Regions from separate parts of the Mus musculus genome. Here all the other regions are linked to region 4. Evidence: chromatin contacts called from public Hi-C data. All regions are on one chromosome and are shown on one strand. The core of a region is the stretch at or near the end of the contact, and the rest is flanking DNA. Distances in the headings are between cores, read along the strand shown. Region 1 has its middle 89 kb from the start of Pde3a. Region 2 has its middle 140 kb from the start of Gm30524. Region 3 overlaps Gm30215 (a long non-coding RNA gene). Region 4 has its middle 31 kb from the start of Gm30524.

Region 1 (4,856 bases), core at 924-3,423, 230 kb after region 4:
GTATCAGACCACCTGTGGGGCCTTTCAACTGGGGGCTCTTTGCAGTGGCAGGGAAGCTGCTGATCTGTTGCCCTGGCTGCAGTAGATCTCTTGGGAGACCTTTAGACTGTTGGGTCTTCCTTGGAGCAGTCAAGCTGTTTTCCAATTGCACTGAGTGCAGCAGATCCTCAACTGCTCTGAGTGCAGAGTCTTCAACTTCTCAACTGCTCTGAGCGCAGTGTGTCCTCTGGGGTGTATCAGGATATGGAGTCTTCACAGAAGCAGACTAACTAGGAATCTGCCCCAGCAGCAAGGACCAGGTAGAAGGGATAGAAGGGATGAAAGGAGGGGAAGTGGTATTCAGGAGGACAGGGATTTTGGTGGGTGATGGGTCCTGAGTCCACCAGGCTCCCAGCCGTACCTCTGCGACTGGAGGTGGGGGTGGGTTCTTACCAAATGCTCTGAGTGCAGTGGGTCCTCTAGGATGGATTGTGATATGGAGTCTTCACGGGAGCAGACCAACTAGGGATCTGCCCAGTAGCAAGGACCATGCAGAAGTATATAATTATTATTAAAGTGAATTAAATGCTCTGGTCCCATTATTCTAATGATGGCTCCCTCCTGATGGAACGCCCCAATACAGTAGTTTTCCAGTCCATGAGGCTGAATGTCTCAGGTAGTATTCAGTGTACATCAGATACTGATGAAGTAGCCTCTATCTAATGCCCATGAAGGAATGCCTCAGCAACATGATATTTGAATTTGTCAACTAAATGAGGGCAATGGGCACAAGCTTTCTTCTTCCACATTATTTAAATAGGATTCCATAAGAAGATGTGGCCCAGATTTAGAGTAGGTTTGCCTATCTCAAATAATACAATCAAGAAGAATCCTTCACAGATGTGTCCAGCCACTTGGGCTTTTAGTTAATCCAGATGTTGTCAAACTGACAATGAAGATTCATCATTACAAATCTGTCCCTTGTCAAGCTGACATAAAACTATATCTCCTTATGTCATGCTTTATTTACGGAAACAACAATAACCAGGTCATAATTATGCCTAGCATGATATAAATATTCCACATTCAACTGCAAACACATTATATATATGACTAGGTTATAATTGATGTATCTAAAAAGAGAAACTAAGGTCAATGTAATAAAGTATGAGACTTTAAAACTATGCTTTCAATAATAAGACAAAGACTGGAGAGATGACTTAGCAGTTGAGAGCAGTTGCTGTTCCCTCAGAGGTCCTGAGTTCAATTCCCAGCAACTACATGGTGGCTCAAAACCATCTATAGTGGGATATGATGCCCTCTTCTGTCTGATGATCTCTTCTGTCAGGCAAATATATGCCTGACATATATGCAAATAGACATATATGCAAACAGAGTTTTCACATACATAAACACATCTTTAAAAATAAATAAATAAGACAAGAAGAAAGAAACCCATAAACAGCTGACTTGAACAGTAGCATAAACCAAACACTCCTAGCAGGTATATATAGAACTTTCAAATCTACAACCAAATGCATATTCTTCTCACACGAAGAGGTAATGTCTTTTAGTACTCCAAGGGAAGGAATGTAAGTTTTGATGAGATTCTGAAAAAAAAAATACACACATAAGCACATATATACATATGCAAATACACAAAGGCAGTGCATGCATATGCATACAGCCATGTGCACCCAGCACACACACACACACACACACACACACACACACACACACACACACACACACTCCTGCAGAGGTTTCTCAGTCTCAGCTTGAGATAGAATTGCCCAGGGAGCTTTGTGCAGAACCCCTGGTGCTGGGGACATACCACACCTCACCACAGAAAGCAAAACTGTTAGAGATGGTCTCCAAGTATCAGTATCTTCCAGAACCTCCACACATGAGTCAAACATTCAGAAATGCAGACACAGAGGATTTTTCAGCTGTTAGATATTAGTTTGTTTGCTCCTGACGCTTCCCCCAACATTTTCTAACACTTTATGAAATCGTTAGGATGACATTTTGTAACTGAGGCACAGAAATGCATTCATAAGATTCTTGTTTTATATTTCTTAGAAACAGACAAATCCTAGTAGCATTAATGAAATTAGAGCCAAAACATTCCTCGGTGGAAGACAAGGGCATGCCTCACACGATCAGGAAGTGGAGTCTTAGTCTAGCTGAACAGTATGCCACATGACCCTATTTTTTAACAGCAGTGCCTTTAATATGTGTGGGTGTGTGAGTGGAACGGAGCATGATGGGAGCCAATGTTATTTCAAAGCTGAGCATTGTTTTCCTGATGTAGAGATGATGCAGACTCATGGAGAGGTCAGTATCCCCTTCTGCAATAAAGATGCTGATGATAGTAAATGTGGCTCTTTAAACACTAGAGTTCACTGTAGTTGGGAATGTGGCTCAGTGGTAGAGCATTTGCCTCATGAGGACTAGGAAGTGAGTTCATCCCTGACAGAGCAAGAGCGGGAGCGGGAGGGGAGGGGAGAGGAGAGGAGAGGAGAGGAGAGGAGAGGAGAGGAGAGGAGAGGAGAGGAGAGGAGAGGAGAGGAGAGAAGAGAAGAGAAGAGAAGAGAAGAGAAGAGAAGAGAAGAGAAGAGAAGAGAAGAGAAGAGAAGAGAAGAGAAGAGAGGAGAAGAGAAGAGAAGAGAGAAGAGAGAAGAAAGAAAGAGAGAGCAGAGTGGAGGGAGGGGAGGGAGGGGAATGGAAAAGGAGGGAGAGGAGGGGGGAGAGAGACAGAGAGAGATATGAATAAATAAATGTAAAGAGCTATTTTTATCCTATTTTGGGAAGGGTTGATAGCCTACTTTTGTGGTGCAACTTAAAATAATTGTCTTGTTTGTTTGTTTGTTTTTTCTTTTTTGGTAGGAACACAGAGGGAGGGAAGGAGGGGAAGAGGAAGGGAGGGATGGTAGAATCATCAGTGTATGATACTTGGTGTAACAATACAGACAGCAACCCTGTTCAGTCTGGTTTCAATGATTTGTGTGTGTGCTGATATGTGGATGGTTCCCAGAGTGTAAACATTCTGATGTTTTCTCCCATAGTTCTTAAGAACTTCTTGTGAACTGATACCCACTGGTTTTAGCTACACCGTGGGAGCCAGATGGCACTCAGGGCCCTTCTTGGAAGTGATGCGTCACTGCAGACAGCAGCACGTGCCCAGGGGACAAAGAGTCAAGGAAGCAGCAAATGATAGAAGACGACATCATCTCTCCCAAGGACCAAGGAACTGGGTGGGATGGGTGAGAGAAATAGTTCTGGAATTTAAAAACATTCCTTGATGATTCTGGAGAAAGCAGGGAGGAGAGAGAATGTTGTAAGACCAGGCATCTGCTGCCTGAAAACGCATGCTAACTGTGCTCAAGTGACAAAGTGACTCTTGATACCTGGGGCAGAAAAAGTAATAGGAACAAGATTTTAAAAGACAGACATTTCTAAAAACAATTTATCCTGTCCGCCACTAAGCATATAACAATTACATTAATCGCTTATGTTGATAGATTTACATATGAACAATACATATTCATTAATTGAATATATAAAACAGGTCAGCTATCAGTAATTATTGTTAATGATGCATAATATAAAGATAATAAATATTAGGGCTAGAGTGATAGATCAGCTGTTAAGAGTGCTTGCAACTTTCCCAGAAGACTGAGATTTGATTCCTAGCACCCTCATGGCACCCTCATTCCATAACTTTTCCAGGGAATCCAATGCCCTCTTCTGTCCTTCATGGGCACCAGGCATGCAAGTGGCACATGGAAATATATGTAAGCAGAACACCTATCCAACTAACACATGTATGACCTATGGATACATACAAAATATATTTGTTTTCATATATTTATTTATAATAAATAAAATATTTACTATCTTTAATCACAAGTTTTTGATGAGAAATTTTAAAAACTTAAATTTTGTGTTTTGTGTGTGTGTGCATGTGCAAGCACATGTGTGCCTGAGTCCTATGTTAGATGTATGGAGGTCAGAGGATAACTTATGGGCTTTGGTTCTCTCCTTCCATCATGTGGTTCCCAGGGATAGAATTCAGATGCTCGGGTCATCAGGCTTGGCCGCAAGTGCAGTTACCCACTGAGCCATCCTACTGGCAGAAGGCATTGAGCAGCAGTAGCAGCAGCAGCAAGAACAACAACAAATATAAAACATGTCATCCTATGCTAAATTTGAACTTTATGAAGGTTTGCTCAGTCATTATTCTTGTTCATTTAAATTTGCTCTCTGGACACAATTATATAAAATAACTCGTCCAGTGTTTAATCCACAAGGAATCATTTTTCCCAGCTGACAGCACTCTGGGAAAAAGTTAAGCAGACCATGGGGCCTGTGCAGCTGAGGATCATCAAAGCTCAGCACAGGGCGGAAATGCAGGATGTAAAAGCCATCTGGCCAGACATCATCAGCAAATTTTCACAAGGAGATCTAGCTTTTGTTACAGTGCAGAACAGAATTGTTTACACCCTCTTCATAAAATAAGTGATTCAAGGTTTAGGGGTGGGGTGTATCCCAGCAGGGCTGTCTTCAGACACCAAGAACGGGAGGACTTTCCATTCTCAAACATCTGTAGTTAAGACTAAGACTGTGGGGTAGGACACCTGACTCATAGCTCCCCCAGTCAGACTACACAGGAGTGTACAGCTGTGGGAGGACCTTAGGAAACAGGACACAATGACTGCTGCACTCAGGCCATAGCTAGCTTCTCTGTGATGGGTTAAAGCTCTGTGTGCTCACTAGTTATCTATCCTTTCCTGTTGATATTCACACTTGTTTTTCTTCCCATAGCCCCTTTCTTCTTGGACTTGCCCAGGCTAGCTCAATTTGGGACATGACTT
Region 2 (5,312 bases), core at 2,149-4,648, 170 kb after region 4:
CTGAGTAGCCCTGGCTGTCATGGAACTCACTCTGTGGACCAGGCTGGCCTTGAACTCAGAAATCCACCTGCCTCTGCCTCCCAAGTGCTGGGATTAAAGGCGTGCGCCACCATGCCCAGCATTGGCTGTGAGGTTTTAATCAGTGTCCATCAGTTTCCTAGATGCTGTTACCCAGCAGATACCATTCTACACATGGTCATTACAAAGATAAATGTGATCCATGTCTTAACACTAAGAAATTAAATAAAACCTCCTAACATTTATGGAGAGGTGGGGATTTAGTTTGGGTCGGGTTGTGTCGTGCACAAACCTGTCTAGAACCGAGGGCCAGGATTGGAAATGGCTTGATATACAGCAGGCAGCGCTCTCACAGTAAGTGAATTCCCTGAAGGCATCATAGAAGGGGCATCATTTGACCCAAGAGACAGGGCTAGGAGGATCTGGAGTAGCTAAACAAAGTTGCAGAAGTATTTGGAGAACCCTTGGCATGCTCAGGAGGGTTGGTGATTTCGGATGACTGCAAAATAAGGTGAAAGCTTTGACATAGCAGAAAAAGTGACAGGCGGGGACTGGATCTGAGAGAGCAACACCCGACCTGCCTAGGATATTGGACTTTATCTTGCAAGGTGTTGCTCTAGAATTATATGGTGGTACCTGTGTGTGTGTGTGTGTGTGTGTGTGTGTGTGTGTGTGTGTGTGTGTGTGTGTATGTGTGTATGTGTGTATGTGTGTATGTGTGGGTGTGCGCGCGAGCGCACGCGTGTGTGTATATCTGTGTGTGCACATGTGATTCCAGACATGGAAAAAGCCTCAAGCCTGGTGCTCCGAGGGACTAAGTGTCAGTGTCTGATGGAGAGGAGCAAACTCAGCAGGTGCCTTTGTTTGCACAGCTGCAGCCACAAGAGACTTCCATAGACTTAGTAACTTATACCCAGCAGAAGTTTCTTCTTCAGTTGTAGGAGGCTGGAGCTCACAGGCAGCTTGGCGGATTCTGGTGAGGAGCCTCTCCTGGGAGCTGCACAGCCCTCTTGCATTGAATCTTCACATGGTGAAAAGGTGCGATAGCTCTCTGGGGTCTCAGTTGTGTGGACACTGGCCCAGTCTTCATGACCTGATAACCCACCGAAGCCCCTGCCTGCTGCCAACTGTGATCAGATTGAAGGCTAAGTGTTAGTTGGTGAGCTTACCCGAGACACAAACCTTCACTCCACTAGAGAGAGCTTTCTGAGTTCTAACTTGGCGAAACAAGCTACTTTTCACTTGTATAGACTTAGGAAAAGCAGCAGGTCACGGGTGTATGTGGAAGACCATGCGTTCATGGATGGTATTCTTCCTGTTGTGAAACACAAGGTTTTTAGACCATGCTGATCTGCAGTCATTTCTGGGTTGTTGTTGGCTTCATGGCATTGGGAACATTGTTAAACAACTCAAGTCTAACTGGGAGGTTCCAGTTGAGCTTGCAGGACTAGATACAGTAATCAAGTTACCTAATGAAATGTTGAACAACCGAGGAAGAATTCAGGTTAATTCTGCTCGTTTATTAGACTCTAACACTAGTCAGTGCGTGTCCACAGACTAATTTCCTGAACTAGCGCAGTAGATGAATATTTAGAGAAATCCAATACAGAGTGTCACTCTCAGAAACCCTTATTAATTAGCTATTTGTCACACTATAAGTTCACTATCTCTATTAATATTAGTAGATTGTCCCAACATAAATATGTCTAAATAAATCAAGATCATCTTCAGGAAAATGGCAAGTACGGCAACTGTGGTACGTGTGTGTGTGCGTGTGTGCATGTGTGTATACATGTGTATGCATATGTGTTTGTATATATGTGCATGTGTGCATGTGTATATACATGTCTGTGTATGTGTGCATATGTGTGTGTGGCCTCTATGTGCATGTGTGTGCTTTGTGTGTATATATATATATGTATGTATGTGTGTGTGTGTGTGCATGTGTGTGAGAACATACTCATGCCCATGTACATGTTAATATGTCTGCATATGAAGGTGCATGTGGGGATCAGGGCATCTCTGAGTTGTCCACCTTTTTTATTTCTGAGCAAGGGCCTCTCTCTCACACTGATCCAGGATTCACCAAGTAGACTAGGCTCACTAGCTTGGACTTCAGGGATGCACCTGTCTCCATCCCCCCCAGTGCTGGGTGACAAGTGTGAGTCACCACATCTGGGTTTTCTTTTTTAAATACCTGGGTTCTGTGGTTAGTACTGAAGTCCTCGTGCTTGCAAGGCAAGTACTTTAAAAACTGTGCTATCCCCACAGTCTTGATCTATGGTTTAAAAATATTTTTAACTTGTTGTACAGCCTGAAACTATAAATATGACACATGTCCTTAGATGAAGACATGCTGATGGAGAAAACACAGAGATTTGCCAAGAACAACAAGAAATTGGAAAAATCTCATTCTTAAATATTTTGTTGCCCTTTTACTGTGGAACCATAACAGACAAGGAAGGAAAAAAAAAAAAGGCCCAAAGCAAAACAAGGCTCTGTTTTACCCATCTCTACCTGACAAAGCCAACATTTAACATAAGCCAAAATGTAGGAATTTGTTCTCAAAGTGTGAGTCAGGAGAAACCAGGTGGTGGGTTCCTTATCAAGTATGCAGTGGCCAGATAAAACCTGATTGGAGATAGACCCATTTTAATTGGAGCAGGCCCCTGAGGAAAAAGACAGACGTCAGCAAGCAGCTCTCTGGATAAACAGTGGCTGGAGAATCGTGTAGTAATCCCATTCCTATTTCATTAATTCTCCTTAAAAATAAACTTACCCTGTATTCTCTGGAAACAAGAATCTCAGCCCCTGTGCTTTCAAGGGAAGTGGATGTGTATGTTATGAATTCATTGTCTGGACGTCTGGAAAATGTTACTGAGTTGGGTAGGCGTTTATCAATCTCTGCAGCCACAGGGAAGGAGCCCAAGGTCCGCTGTGCTTGAAGGAAAGGTTTCCCAGGGAAGAGATCTAATATCAGCTGCCGCGATCATCACTCACTTGCTGTGAGCAGAGCAGAAAGCCCAGGATCATGTGGATCTTTTCATATCTGTTGAATGACTGCAAAGTTTTGAAACACGAGTAAAGCATGCTGTTAATTGGGCTGTATGTGTGGTGCCTTTTTAGCTGTTATTTATCCACAGCATCTGGTCCTTGGCTGTCATCCCACGTAGTCAGGCACAACATCATCCATCATCGCTTAATCTCGTGTTTCAGAAAGCACGGCCCATTTCTGATACGAAGCATCAGACACTTTGAAGTTATGTTCATGCACTCACGTCAGAAATCCATGAATTATCAAGGAATGAAAGTGGGGGCCAATGAGATGGCTCAGTGGGCAAAGGAGTGGCCAATGAGATGTCTTAGCAGGCAAAGGCAGGGCCAATGAGCTGTTTCAGCGGCAAAGGAGTGGCCAATGAGATGTCTCAGCAGACAAAGGCAGGGCCAATGAGATGTCTCAGCAGGCAAAGGTGGGGCCAATGAGCTGTTTCAGAGGCAAAGGTGGGGCCAAAGAGATGTCTCAGCAGGCAAAGGCACTGTGTAAGCTTGCCCACCCGAGTTTGATCCCTGGTCCCTCAGTGGAACTGAGTTTCCAGAGTTGTCCTCTGACCTCCACACACATTGTGCCACATGTTTACTTGAAACCCCCTCCCCATATCATGCACATATATAATAATGCTAAAATTTAAAAGTAAAAAAATAAATTATCATTTCCCTTTGTTTCACTCTGCCAAGGTTTCCTCCTCTCCTTGATCTACATGATAAAAGCTGTGACTCTGTCACAAAACGTGTAAGAATGGATGGGTTATATGCTCATGTCTTTAGGTTGAATTAGATCATATAATACTCTATATTTATATATTTTTGAGCTATCTTAAAAAGGAGACTGCAAATCTTCATTTGTTATTAAAAGTCAATAATCTGCCACCCATCGCTGCAAAATTATGCTTTTCTACTAGTCGATATTAAAGATTAGAATTATTTTATTTTATGTGTTCTGCTTCTCTGCATGTGTGTCCACAGGGTGAGTGCTGGCACCTGTCCTGATCAGATCCTGACACGGGAGTTATAGGTGGTTGTGAGCCTCTATGTGGGTGCTGGGATAGAGCCAGGCTGATCTGCAAGAGCAACAACTGCTCTTATATGCCTGATACATCTCTCCAGCTGCTAGTTGATTTCTTTAAACCAGGTGGCTCTGCTTGTGGAGTTAGGTTCTTAAATAGTATCTCATAATACATTATTCAAAATAAGATCTGAGATGTGTCAGTTTCTCATTTGGAAGTTAAGTGGCTTCACTCCCCACGCCTAAGCATCCTTTTGAACACACATTCTAGCTGAGACCCCTTGTAGGCTGTGTTCTTCATTCCCAACCAAGAATCCAGCCAAAATACAAATAACCAATAACTGGTATCGTTAGAGTATCATGCATATATAAAAAAATGCAAGAGACATTTCAATGGCGAAGAAATATGTTAACCTTGACTTTACAGTTTAACAAATAAGAAAATGAGTTTGGTAGTATCTGGGGCCGTGAAATAGTCGTGTATCTCTGGACACAGATTCTCAAAATCTTATTTCCTGGAAGGGAACTTATGAAGGCTAGTGGTAAGTTGCCTTGCTCCCGAAACTGTTCATTATGTTAAACAATTTACATATATGAAATATTTTGCAAAGTCAGAGGCAGAACTTAGGTTTTGATATACATGTGAGGCAAGCATTTTGTCACAGAGCTGTATTCTAAACCTTGGAAACAGGTTAAAATGCAGACAGCTTTGTAGATATTTGGGGTGTGTAAGGATTAAGATGTTTTCCAAATGAGAGCTTTTGATTTCGATAGTGGAACACCTTGATTTTGAGCAGAGAAAAGAGAAATATTGCTGCCTTGTATAAGAAACACTTAGGTAATTGTTTGTCTGACAGGGACACGTGAATGCCCAACAGTGTATCTGGAACTACAGTTGAACAACCAAGGTTTCTGCCAGGCTCAGAGGATGATGGTGTGAATGGACAGGCTTGTGGTCACTTGAGATTTAAACCATTGATTGCTGTCTTAAGGTATAACAATAACGGATTAGCTAAATTTAATAATCTGAACCTTTTGTAGACATTGGCAGGGAAGAGTTGAAAGGGGCAAGGTGAGAAGACACGTCCTTTTCCCCAACCTGCGTTGCTCGCTCCAGTGAGACATGAGCCCTGCAGTACTTCCTGGCAATGGAAAGTGTCCTTGTAATTTACCATCTCCACAGGCTCGGTACTGGCTTATTCTCTTTTTATCTCTCCCCTGGACACTCTTC
Region 3 (5,117 bases), core at 1,457-3,956, 160 kb before region 4:
GGTTCTGGTTCTGATGGTGCTACTATCAGATCTTGATAAAAGGCAATTTAAGGTCCTGAACTTTTCATCCAGATCGTCTCACATATATTGTTATTGACTTCAGTTTGTTATACTAAAAAGGCAACTCTGAGGCCGGAGTTCATTAAGCTCTTGCCATGTTGATACTGGAAGCCATGGTAAAAAATAAGATCCCCAGATGTGGTGACACAAGCTTGTCATCCCCAGCACCAAGGAGGTAGAAACAGCTGATCAGTGGGGCTTGCTGGCCAGTTGAGTTTACTTGGTGATTGTCAGGCTGCTGAGAGACTCTGTATATTTAAAACAGTGGATACTGCCCAAGGGACTACATCGGAGGTTGCTTTCTGACCTGTACATGCATACAAACTGTGGTGGCTCCACATGCATACACACTCTGGTGACTATTCTTGGTTGTCAACTTGACTACATCTAGACCTAAAACCTAAAACATGGAGGGCAGCCTGTGAAGGATTTTCTCCTAATTTGATCCACTTCTAATCTGGATCTTTGAGGTAGGAAAATAGACCTTTAGTGCAGATCATCCGAGCTGTTAAAGGTCACCCCTTTCATCTGGATCTTGAGGCAGGAAGACAAACTTTTAATTTGGGCCACACCTTCTGCTGGAAGCCTATGTAAGGACATGGAAGAAGGGAACTTTTTGCTTTCTGCCTGCTTGCTCTGCCTTGCTATCAAGTCCATTCCTTCACTGGCATTAGAGCCTACTCCTTTGGGATGGGATTCCAGCATCTACTGAAAGCCAGCTAAGACATCCAGCCTTGGGGAATGAGCAACTACTGGACCTTCTGTTCATATCCAGCCATTGTTGGATTAACTGGACCACAGCCTGTATACCATTTTAATAAATTCTCATACATATATGTATATGCATATGTATGTATATATGTATATCCCAATATATATATGCACATGTAAATGTACACACATGGACTTGTGTACATACAGAGGAAAAAAATCAAACAAACAAAAAACCAAAAAAGCAAGTTTGATTATGTCACACTATTCTTTATCTCCTGCTGGTACCCCTCAGTGTTTGGAGAAAAGCCTGTAATAGCACCTGTGTATTGTCACTTGCTCTGGCAGGCCATGCCAGCCGTGTGAGCTATGTGGTACTTCTAGCAGACCTCAGCATCTTGGTCCCCATTGTTCATAGCACCACATTTGCTAATATCTGTTCAAGAGGGTATTGTGGGTTTTTAGACTCAGTATAAAAAGTTTTTTAATGGAGAACCTAGGAGCTATTTCCTATCTGTAGAACAACAAGTGAATGACCTCAAGTTTAGAACTGCCTGTGTGCCCAGAGTGCCCTGAAAAAATAGGAAGTGATATATGTGGGCAGTATTTTAACCTGAGATACAACACAAATCTGAACTAGCCCTAGGTCTGAGTGCCTTTTACCATAGATGACTTGTGGTGTCTCCAGGACAGAGTGGCTTGCTTACAGGGCCTCTTGCCCTCCACATTGATTGTTGTGAGTAACTTGGTGGAAACTCGTGATTGGTGGTTCTCTGCACTCTGGTGGCTGTGGGACAGCGTCACAGCCTTGCTGTTAGTATTTTGGCACACAAAGTGGCTAACCTACTGTATAACTTACTTGTTTGTATTCACATTCGCACATAAGCAACAACGGTCAATGTCATCTTTGAGCAGAAGACCGGGGAGAGCTCTGCTTTCTTCTACACATTCTTTGCCTCTGCTGATGTCTGAGCTCACTTAGAACACATCAGCTATCTGACTTACGATTTCAATGGTTGACTTTTCCATATAATTCTGCAGAATTATCTCCTGAGAAAATAATACCTTTGAGGCCAAGACTCAGCAAGCTGTCATAATATTTTCATTGTCTTACTAGGCAAAGAGTCAGCAAGCTCTCCAAGGATGGTGCTGCTGTTTCCTGGCTTCTTGGCAATACTGAAACTCATCTCTCTGGAGCAGTTATGTTTCTCTAGGTACACACTCTCTACAAACTGGACTTTATGTGACCTTTTGCATAAATAGCAGTGATATTACATCTGGGTGTGATGTGCCTATCTATAATCCCAGCACTTGAGAGTGTGAGGCAGGAGGATGGCTGTGAGTTCAAAGACACTGTGGGCTACAGACTGAGTCCTTGGTGAGCCAGGACTGTAGAGTGAGACCCCCTTCCAAGAAACCACAACAGAGGACCATAAGAGATTGCTCAGTGGTCACAACACAAGCTGCATAGGTCTAACAACCCGAGTTCATCCCCAGAACCCAAGGTGGAAGGAAGGACAGACCGGCTCTGTAAGTCTGTCCTCTGACCTCCAGATGTGGAGTGTGGGATATAGACACCTTTACACATGCAAACGTAAACTGCTAATAAATAAAGTATAGGAAAAAGAAACAAGATTGTATAAGATTATTCCACTTGTCTCCCACACCTCCGTAGGATCATGCTGAGCAACATTCTGCCAGTGGAGTGAGTTGTCCTGGAATTGCCTCAGATTTAATTGACTAAGAAAGTAAATTAAAAAAAAAAATCTGCTTTTTTGTGATACGTTTTCTGGGCAAATCCAGAGACAGGGAGATTGCCCTTAAAAGGGAGTTTTGTATGAAGGAGTTTTTTCGGGGGAGTAGGAAACTCAAAGTGTTCCTGGTGGCTGAAATGGTGATGTCACAGGACTCCTGTGAAGTCTCACAGGAAATGGTTTCGGCTGGACTTAACTCTGCTGGTTGGAGTCCGATTAGGGCGGAGAATTATGCTTGAATCTGGGGTTGGACTTTTCATCCAAGTTCTTTCTTTTTCTTTGTTTTTAAATTCACCAACTGATCCCTGTTGGTGGAGTTGCCGCTCAGGTTGCAACTGTTAAACTAAGGAAATTTGATAATTGACACTATGTTTAGAATACAAACGCCCCACATCTGCCAGCATCTGCCTGTGTGTATGCGCAGACGAAGACTGGGTCAGTGATGTCAGTGGAGTGTCTTTCTCAGTTGCTGTCTACTTTATTATCAGAGGCAGGGTTTCTTCCAAAACTAGAGCTCTCTTTAACTAGGCTGTTTGGCCAATGAGCTCCATGCATTTGCCTGTCTCTGCCTCCCCACTGCTTGAATTACATGTCTACTCTGCCATACCAAGACTTTTGTAGGTGCTGGAGACCCAAGCTCAGGCCATCATGTTGGCCCAACAAGTATTTTACACAGTGAATCATCTCCATTGTCCTTAGCTTCTTAAGGAACACTTAGAGAAAATACCTTTGGCTTTTGACACCTTCACTGTTGTGGTGTGTTGTGGATAGTCCTGGTGCTGTTTGTATTTTGATGCTAATTCTGCTTCCCCAGGAGGGGCTGCGGATGATGGTTGTATCACCAGTGACTTCTTGTAAACCTGCTCCCCACCTGGTAAAATAAAGGCTAGGGCCGGTGACTGGGCAGTGGAAGGGAAGGTGGAGCTGAAAAGTTTGGTGGAGAAGGAGGAGAGGAGAGAGAGAGAGGACAAGGAGGAGAGAGAAGGAAGGAAAACGGAGGAAGAGGAAGATGCTCTAGATTCAGTGTGGCGTTAAATAGCCACAGGTAGCCATGAATATATCATAAAAGGATAGAATAATTGGGATAACTTGTCTAATCTAGGTGGGCAGCTTGTATCATTATCAGTTGGCTCTGAAATTGCTGTGTGGGCATCTTGTGAATTGAGAATTTACTGATATATAAATCTGACTGACTAATTCTAAGCTTCTAGAGTTTTGATTTACTGGGCTAAGGGGATTTGTGACAACTAGCCGCAGGGGGTGGATGGCTGAGAAGGTACAGGCAGCTCTGAGGCAGATAAACCAGAGCTGGGAAGACTGCATCATGGCTAGGCTAGAGGTGGAGAGACATGGGCAGAGTAGCTGGGTATAGTGTGGGATGGTGCATTTTAAAATATTTCCTGCAACAGTAGTGTGAAGAACAAATACATCTTTAGAGTAATGTTTTGTGTGTTTTTAGCATTTAGACAAGAGACTTTTTCCACTTAAACTGGACGTCAAGTGACTGAAATCTTCAAAGTCTTCATCAAAACGGTATAGACTCAAATTTTGGAAGTTACTAGAAATTTCACAATGAGAAGATGCTATTAGAGCACCTAGCCAGAAGGTGGCGATCTTACCTTTGTGCTCATAGAAAACAGTGTGTCCGTGACGAGTTCGCAAGGGTTCAGAAACCTCTGAGGACTGTATTTCCCTATTTGTATTCAGATACAGTTTTATAGCAAAACAACATGTTTTTTTTTTCTCTTAGTGAGAACGTGGATAAATGGACAGAACCATTCTATAGACAATTTCTTCAATGATGTGTTCATATGTGAAATGGTTACGATCCGTATGGATGAGAAAATGCTCTCCTAGCAAATGTGAATTCTAAATCGTATCAGTCTTTTCTCCTTCGTTTATGATCTGTGCGTCTTAACCTGATAAACGCAGCTGCGCGGACAATAGAACAGAAACAATGTCCCTTCCTTTCTTTGTTCTTAGAGATTCACCATTATCTCAGAATCAAAATCTGGAACCTTCGTGATCTGGCTGAAGTCAGGAAGTTTCAGGCAAGGAAATCAAGGAAGATCTTCGGGCTTTAAACCACGGTCGAAGCTGATATCTAACCTGCAATCACTGAAAAGTAGACAATACAATCCACCCTCTTCAGCAGGAAGCAGTTACACCCTTCTAAGCCCCATGACCCTTCTGTCATTCTTGCCGCTGACCTGGAAGGTGAGAAAGCTTTGACTTCTGTAGAGACATCATAATGTTTTGTCTATTTTTGGTTTACTTCATAAGCTCTATATACAAAAAAGCTAATTGGTCTAGCAATGACTCACGGTGCCCAAATTAGGCAAAAAGTTGTAATAAAGATATTTTCTCTTAGAAATTGGTCATTGAAGGAGGGGTATGTACAACTTTAATTTGATTTAATTTAATCAAAACGAACATACATTGCAGGTGTAAAATGTCAAAGTGCTGAGCTAGCTAAGTAAAACTGGGTTTCCATGTTGTCAGCTCTTTTGCTCTAGACATTGTGTGGTCAGGGAACTCGGAGAAGAATGGGGGTGGGGGAGGGGCTAGAACAGGATGTCACCACAGAGAATA
Region 4 (5,237 bases), core at 1,474-3,973:
GCTAGCATCTGCCCAGTTCCTACCACACCTCCCTAGCCCTACCCCTCCCGAACACCACATGAAATGAATTTAACTGTTTTTAAAAATACACACACATATATATGTGAGACCACGTGGCATTTGTCTTCCAGTGAATGACCTATTTTACTTGTTAAGTGAAATCTGTGTCACGCCGTTGGTTCGAGCTGAGCTGCCCCTGTCAAAATGGAACAGATGACAATGGGCCCACATGGGACAGCATCATTTTCACTAAGTCAAGAGTTGTTTATCTGATTGAAACTAGGGGACAGATCTGGGATAGTCAAATCCGTGAGCAAGCCAGGTGTGTGTGTGTGTGTGTGTGTGTGTGTGTGTTTGCTCACATGCATACTACTGGAGGCCAGAAGAAGACATCAGATCCCCTGGAGCTGGAGTTGCCAATGGTGTGAATGTCCATGTGGGGGCTAGGATTTGAACACAGGCCCTTTGCAAGATCAGAGCAGGTGAATCTTGGAGCTGCAGAGTAGGTCTTTTGGACTAACTGAAACATCGTTCTCTTTCGCAGACATTCTTCCTGTTTTCCTGTTTAATCTTGTCCCATTTCTTCCTTTCACTCTGCTGGCCAACCTGGCCTGTGTTGAGAACAAAGCTCGAGTTAGCACTGAGCTTGGCAGTGAATTAGCATTTCCATAAACAGCTTCACCCGGAGCCTTTTAGGGTCCAATCACTGCTCAGGTTGTGATGGTGAAAACTTCCAAGGTACCCAGAATAATGAATAACGAGTTCTTATCTGTGGGATGACAGCCTGCCCATTACCTCCAGCAGTTGTAACTCTCTGTTGTAACTATGTGTTTTCCTCCAGCGGCTGTAACTCTCTGTTGTAACTATGTATGGTTTTGAGTGTTAATTGTTTATGTCTCCCAGCCAGGTTGGGATTTTACGTCTTCTGTTGTACATTCACTTCTTGGACAAGGTCAGCGGGGACAGAAGAGGTACTCAATTTTAATGCTTAATGAACTAAATTATTTGTATATTTATTTCTGTGTTTTTCTTACTAAATTGTAGTCCTCAGTGGTGTGCCTTTTTGTATTGTCTAATGTACTACTAAATTCAGTACAAAGAAAGTTACCCAGTAACTGACAGTGTATTCAAATTGTTCAATGTAAATGTACCTTCATGGCCAAGCATCTGGGGGATAGATGGTTGATAAAACACAACCCAGGAACGGAAAGATTCAAGGGACTTGACAGGACCTGATCTCTTAGTTCATGGGATGTGGTCTTGTACATGTGGGACTATGGGCACTAAACTTTAAAACCAGTTGCACACACACACACACACACCATACACACAGGTATTTATCTACACATTATCTATCTATCTATCTATCTATCTATCTATCTATCTATCTATCTATCTATCTATCTATCTATCCATCCATCCATAAACACTCTCAAACACACACACACACACACACACACACACACACACACACACACACACACACACAGGCTCATGTAATCCAGGCTGTCTTTGGGCTCTTTGAACTTCTAATTCTACTTTCTCCACATCCTAAGTTCTGGAATTATAGGTATACCCCACCATGCCTGGCTCATTCATTATCACATTCCTGATAAGTTATCCCGTAAAAGAAAAATCATGAGCAATTAAAAATTTGTTTTCCTTTTTCCATGTATACAAGTTCACCAGCCACTTAACAAGCACACAACTCTTATGTTGCCCTACATTGGGGAAATACATGCTATTTTTGTCGAACGAAGGGAATTAGAGCAACCAAATTAGAAAGGTCCTTAAGAGCACAGCTGAGCAAGGTAATAGTCTGCAGCCACATAGACTGAGATACATTTGAGTGTAAGAGAGGGAACATGGAAAGGAGAGAGGGGCGTTGGGAGAGGAAGGAGGACACGTGACAAGAGGAGAGACGGGCAGGGATCCGGTGCTCTGGATGAGAAGAAACATGGATGACAGAGATGAAAGGGTAGACATGTGGAGCAGTGGGGGCTGGATCACACCCATCTCCCTCTCTGATTTATTTATTTATCTTTATTTCATAGCTGATGGAAGTGAGGCACTAAACAGATGTCGCAACGTAAGTTACTGTAGCTATTGGAAACCAGAGCTGCTTTTTAAAACCCAGGTAACCCCTGAGCCCAGAGTCTATACATTTTAATTCACTATACACTTCCTCACTGAAACTCCCACATCAAAGACAGAAACTTACTGAACTGTAGCAATAATAATCAATCACCCTAGACATATTTAGGCTAGCACATACCTGTACGTTTTTGCGCTATTATGCTTTCTCAACTTCCGCCACATTCGATGTCACTGTCTTCTTACCAACCCGTCAAGGCTGACTAATACAGAAAGAGGGGTATTGTTCCCCTTCAGCTGCAAATCCAACAAAGAAAGGAAAGCCAGGCTCTACAGGGCAGGCAAAACGCCAGCTGATTCCCCCTCACACTGACTTGCACAAGGGGGAAGTGGTTTTCTTCCCTGTGATTACCTGCTTAAAAATTTTCATCCTGTCTCTTTTTTATATCAATCCTAATCAAACACGCATACACCACCCACAAATGCAAGAAGTAATGATATTTTAAAAAATAATTCAATGTAGGTTTTGCCATTAAGGAAGTTCAAACTGAAATGCTATGTCGTTCCCTAACTGCAGGGGGCAGCACTTCATTAACAAAAACAAGGGCCCAAGGTCTCTTGTTGTCTTTGCTGCCTCTTTCAGACTGTTAAATTATGGTATCCTGTCCTGTCCACCACTACCACCACCACCCAACCTCTGTCCTGTTCCCTCCATCCCCCGCCTCCCACGACTAAGTTTGGCTTCCGTGGAGGAAATACCTACACGTTTATGAAGGCATGGGATCAGTGTCTGTTGCTGATTTAATTACGAAACATCGAATCCTTCACCTTATTTCAACATATTCCATTTAGTTTTTATACTCATGGTATCTAGCTTTGAAAGCCTTACAGCTGGGAGGAAGTTGGGCATCGCTTCTCTTGATTGAATCCCCTCATTTTCTAGCTAGGGATCCGGCATCTGTCGTATGTCTAAGTGCACAGACAGCAGGCTCCCTGGCGTACCCGTGGCTGGTTCTCTACCGCGCACACAACACCCGGGTGAGCTCTTTGGGCTCCAGATCTTCCCACACTCATTATTTCCCCCTCCCCAGCCAAGTGCACGCTCTTCTACAGCCTCTTGACTTTCTTTCTTCAGGTCCAGTTTATTTTGGAAGATGGGTGAGATTAACAGGGGTCTTAGTGCTGATGTCTAGAGGAACACTTGGATTGCTTAAGCCCCAGCAATGAGAAGTCTGGAGGGCCTTCCATGACAGGTGCCTGGGAGGGATACTCATTGTCAGATGTCCTGAGCTGGGAGCTGAGCCTTGCCAACCTCAGGGCCTGCGGTCCTGTTGTCAGTGTGTATTAGAAGTCACCCTGGAGCCTGCAGCCTGCGCTCCAACTGTCTTCTCCATTATGGCTTCATTCTATAGCTTATTTACATATGGATGCGATTTAGCTCTGTAAGAATTAGATTTAGTGTCTGATGACAGACCCCATACTCTCCCAGTCCTCAAATGCCTTTAACATTTTTTTCCCCGCATCTGTTTTGTTTTTTAAATCTTGCATGTCATCACTCAAAATTTTAGAATATTCATGATGCATGGCTTTTCCTGAGGAGACATGAACACACATCAGTTCACCCCAAATAGGGCACAAAGAAAGGACTCGGAGGCCAGCTACCGAACTGACGAGTGTACTGGGTTTGCTCAGGATAGTCAGGGCAAGGAGAAAAGGGGACACAAAGACTGCCACAGCCTTGAAAAGCCCACCCCTGGAGGGGAGACAACTAGTATAGAGGTGCATCCCCGCTGCTCCCCACCCATCGTGCAGGCAGTTCCACTTGAGGGTCTCTTCTTGCCACCAGTGTAACACTTTTATAACCCTTAACTGCTTTTATAACCTTGAAAAGTGGCCTGTGAATCCTGTAATTTTCTGAACTTTTCAGAGCCTTGTATGTTTCCTTAGCTTTCCCTCCCAGCTCCCTCTAGGATAGGGTGCTTCCACTAAAAGGGAACAGCTATTTAAACTCTCTCCCATAATCTTTTTCCCCTCTGACCCAGACACATGTTATGATACGTGTATGTGTGTGCTCATGCGGGTATCCATGTGCATGTATGTGGAGGTCAGAGGTCGACACTGGGAGTCTCCACATGCATACATACAGGTATCATTTGTGCTTATTGGTCTCTCTCTCTCTCTCTCTCTCTCTCTCTCTCTCTCTCTCTCTCTCTCTCTCTCTTTCTCTCTCATCTTGTACCCACAGAGGTAGAGAACATCTACATCTTGCAGGAGTCAGTTCTCTCCATTTACCATGTTGTTTTTAGAGATCAAACTTAGGTTGGCCTGGTTGCCAGCATCCCTATTGTCTGAGCCATATCTTTAGTCTATATTTTGAGACAAAGTCCCTCCCTGAAACTGGAACTTATGCTTTGACCAGCCTTGCTGACCAGCAAATTCTCCGGTGTCTGCCTGACCCAGGTGGTGGTGTGACAGGTGTGTGACTGCCACGCCCTGAGTTCGAGCTGCTCAGGTCCTCATGTTTATGCAGTAGGCATGCTACCCACTGAGCTTTGGCAGGCTCTTCGGGTGCTTGCTAGCACACAGGGTCCAGCTTCTCTGACACTGTAACCTCTCCCAGTATGTACTCAGGTTGGTTCTGCTCTGAAGGACATGGGTCAGTCCATAAGGATTAGCAGCTCCAGCCTTTGCCCCTCTCCCAGTCTTTGCACTGCATCTTAATCTGCTTTGTGGCTTATGTGATGGATCATGTGTTTTAGGATGGTACATTAGAACGTGTTTACTAGAACACTCCCCTTTGCTGAAGGGTCACCCATGATGATTCAGGGCAGCAGGCAAACTGTTCCATGGGGTAACTTTGGCCATCTTGCTCTCCTCATTAAAAAAAAAAAATCTGGGCTAATAAAAATAAATAATAAAAAACTCAACTAGCTGCCTTTAACTTTAAGGGTTTTTGGATTCGGTATTAAATAGTAGGGAAATTGCCTTAAACTCAATGTACTTAGAGCTCTGATATGGGATTTCAGGTGCAACTGAGCCCGCAATCGTAACATGGCCTTTGAGTTTTGACTTTATGCCTTTCTTTGTGTTTTTGCACTTGACATGGGGAGAGAAGGTGGATGTGACACAACCAGGTACCTGGA

The links. Hi-C and Micro-C count contacts between places; a contact is called where the count stands out from the background.
Region 1: a contact with region 4 is called in a Hi-C map of uterus, with 2.5 times the contacts expected there. The contact joins two enhancer-like sites. A contact is called at or near these places in 10 of 484 Hi-C or Micro-C datasets (adipose-derived mesenchymal stem cells, cerebellar granule neurons, cerebellum and 6 more).
Region 2: a contact with region 4 is called in a Hi-C map of uterus, with 8 times the contacts expected there. The contact joins two enhancer-like sites. A contact is called at or near these places in 3 of 484 Hi-C or Micro-C datasets (all in uterus) and 2 of 115 datasets of contacts at active chromatin or transcription factors (bone marrow-derived dendritic cells and heart atrium).
Region 3: a Hi-C map of uterus shows a contact between it and region 4, with 6 times the contacts expected there. The contact joins two enhancer-like sites. A contact is called at or near these places in 21 of 484 Hi-C or Micro-C datasets (adipose-derived mesenchymal stem cells, cerebellar granule neurons, cerebellum and 11 more), 3 of 115 datasets of contacts at active chromatin or transcription factors (astrocytes, extraembryonic endoderm stem cells and trophoblast stem cells) and 1 of 9 other capture datasets (embryonic stem cells).

Annotation. Positions count from the first base shown.
Region 1 is chr6:141,157,423-141,162,278 of GRCm38.p6, forward strand. No RefSeq gene overlaps it. Among named protein-coding and RNA genes, the nearest start is that of Pde3a, 89 kb to the right of the region's middle. Within about 2 kb of position 2,174, at least 10 of the 459 cell types and tissues checked have an H3K27ac peak or open chromatin away from gene starts, as enhancers often do. A contact at or near this core is called in uterus, where this site is marked.
Region 2 is chr6:141,088,578-141,093,889 of GRCm38.p6, forward strand. No RefSeq gene overlaps it. Among named protein-coding and RNA genes, the nearest start is that of Gm30524, 140 kb to the left of the region's middle. Within about 2 kb of position 3,399, at least 9 of the 459 cell types and tissues checked have an H3K27ac peak or open chromatin away from gene starts, as enhancers often do. A contact at or near this core is called in uterus, where this site is marked.
Region 3 is chr6:140,762,390-140,767,506 of GRCm38.p6, forward strand. It overlaps Gm30215 (a long non-coding RNA gene), which reads left to right. Exons shown (of 10, transcript XR_003956541.1): 5 at 4,509-4,742. Among named protein-coding and RNA genes, the nearest start is that of Gm30215, 85 kb to the left of the region's middle. Within about 2 kb of position 2,707, at least 9 of the 459 cell types and tissues checked have an H3K27ac peak or open chromatin away from gene starts, as enhancers often do. A contact at or near this core is called in uterus, where this site is marked.
Region 4 is chr6:140,922,093-140,927,329 of GRCm38.p6, forward strand. No RefSeq gene overlaps it. Among named protein-coding and RNA genes, the nearest start is that of Gm30524, 31 kb to the right of the region's middle. Within about 2 kb of position 2,724, at least 4 of the 459 cell types and tissues checked have an H3K27ac peak or open chromatin away from gene starts, as enhancers often do. A contact at or near this core is called in uterus, where this site is marked.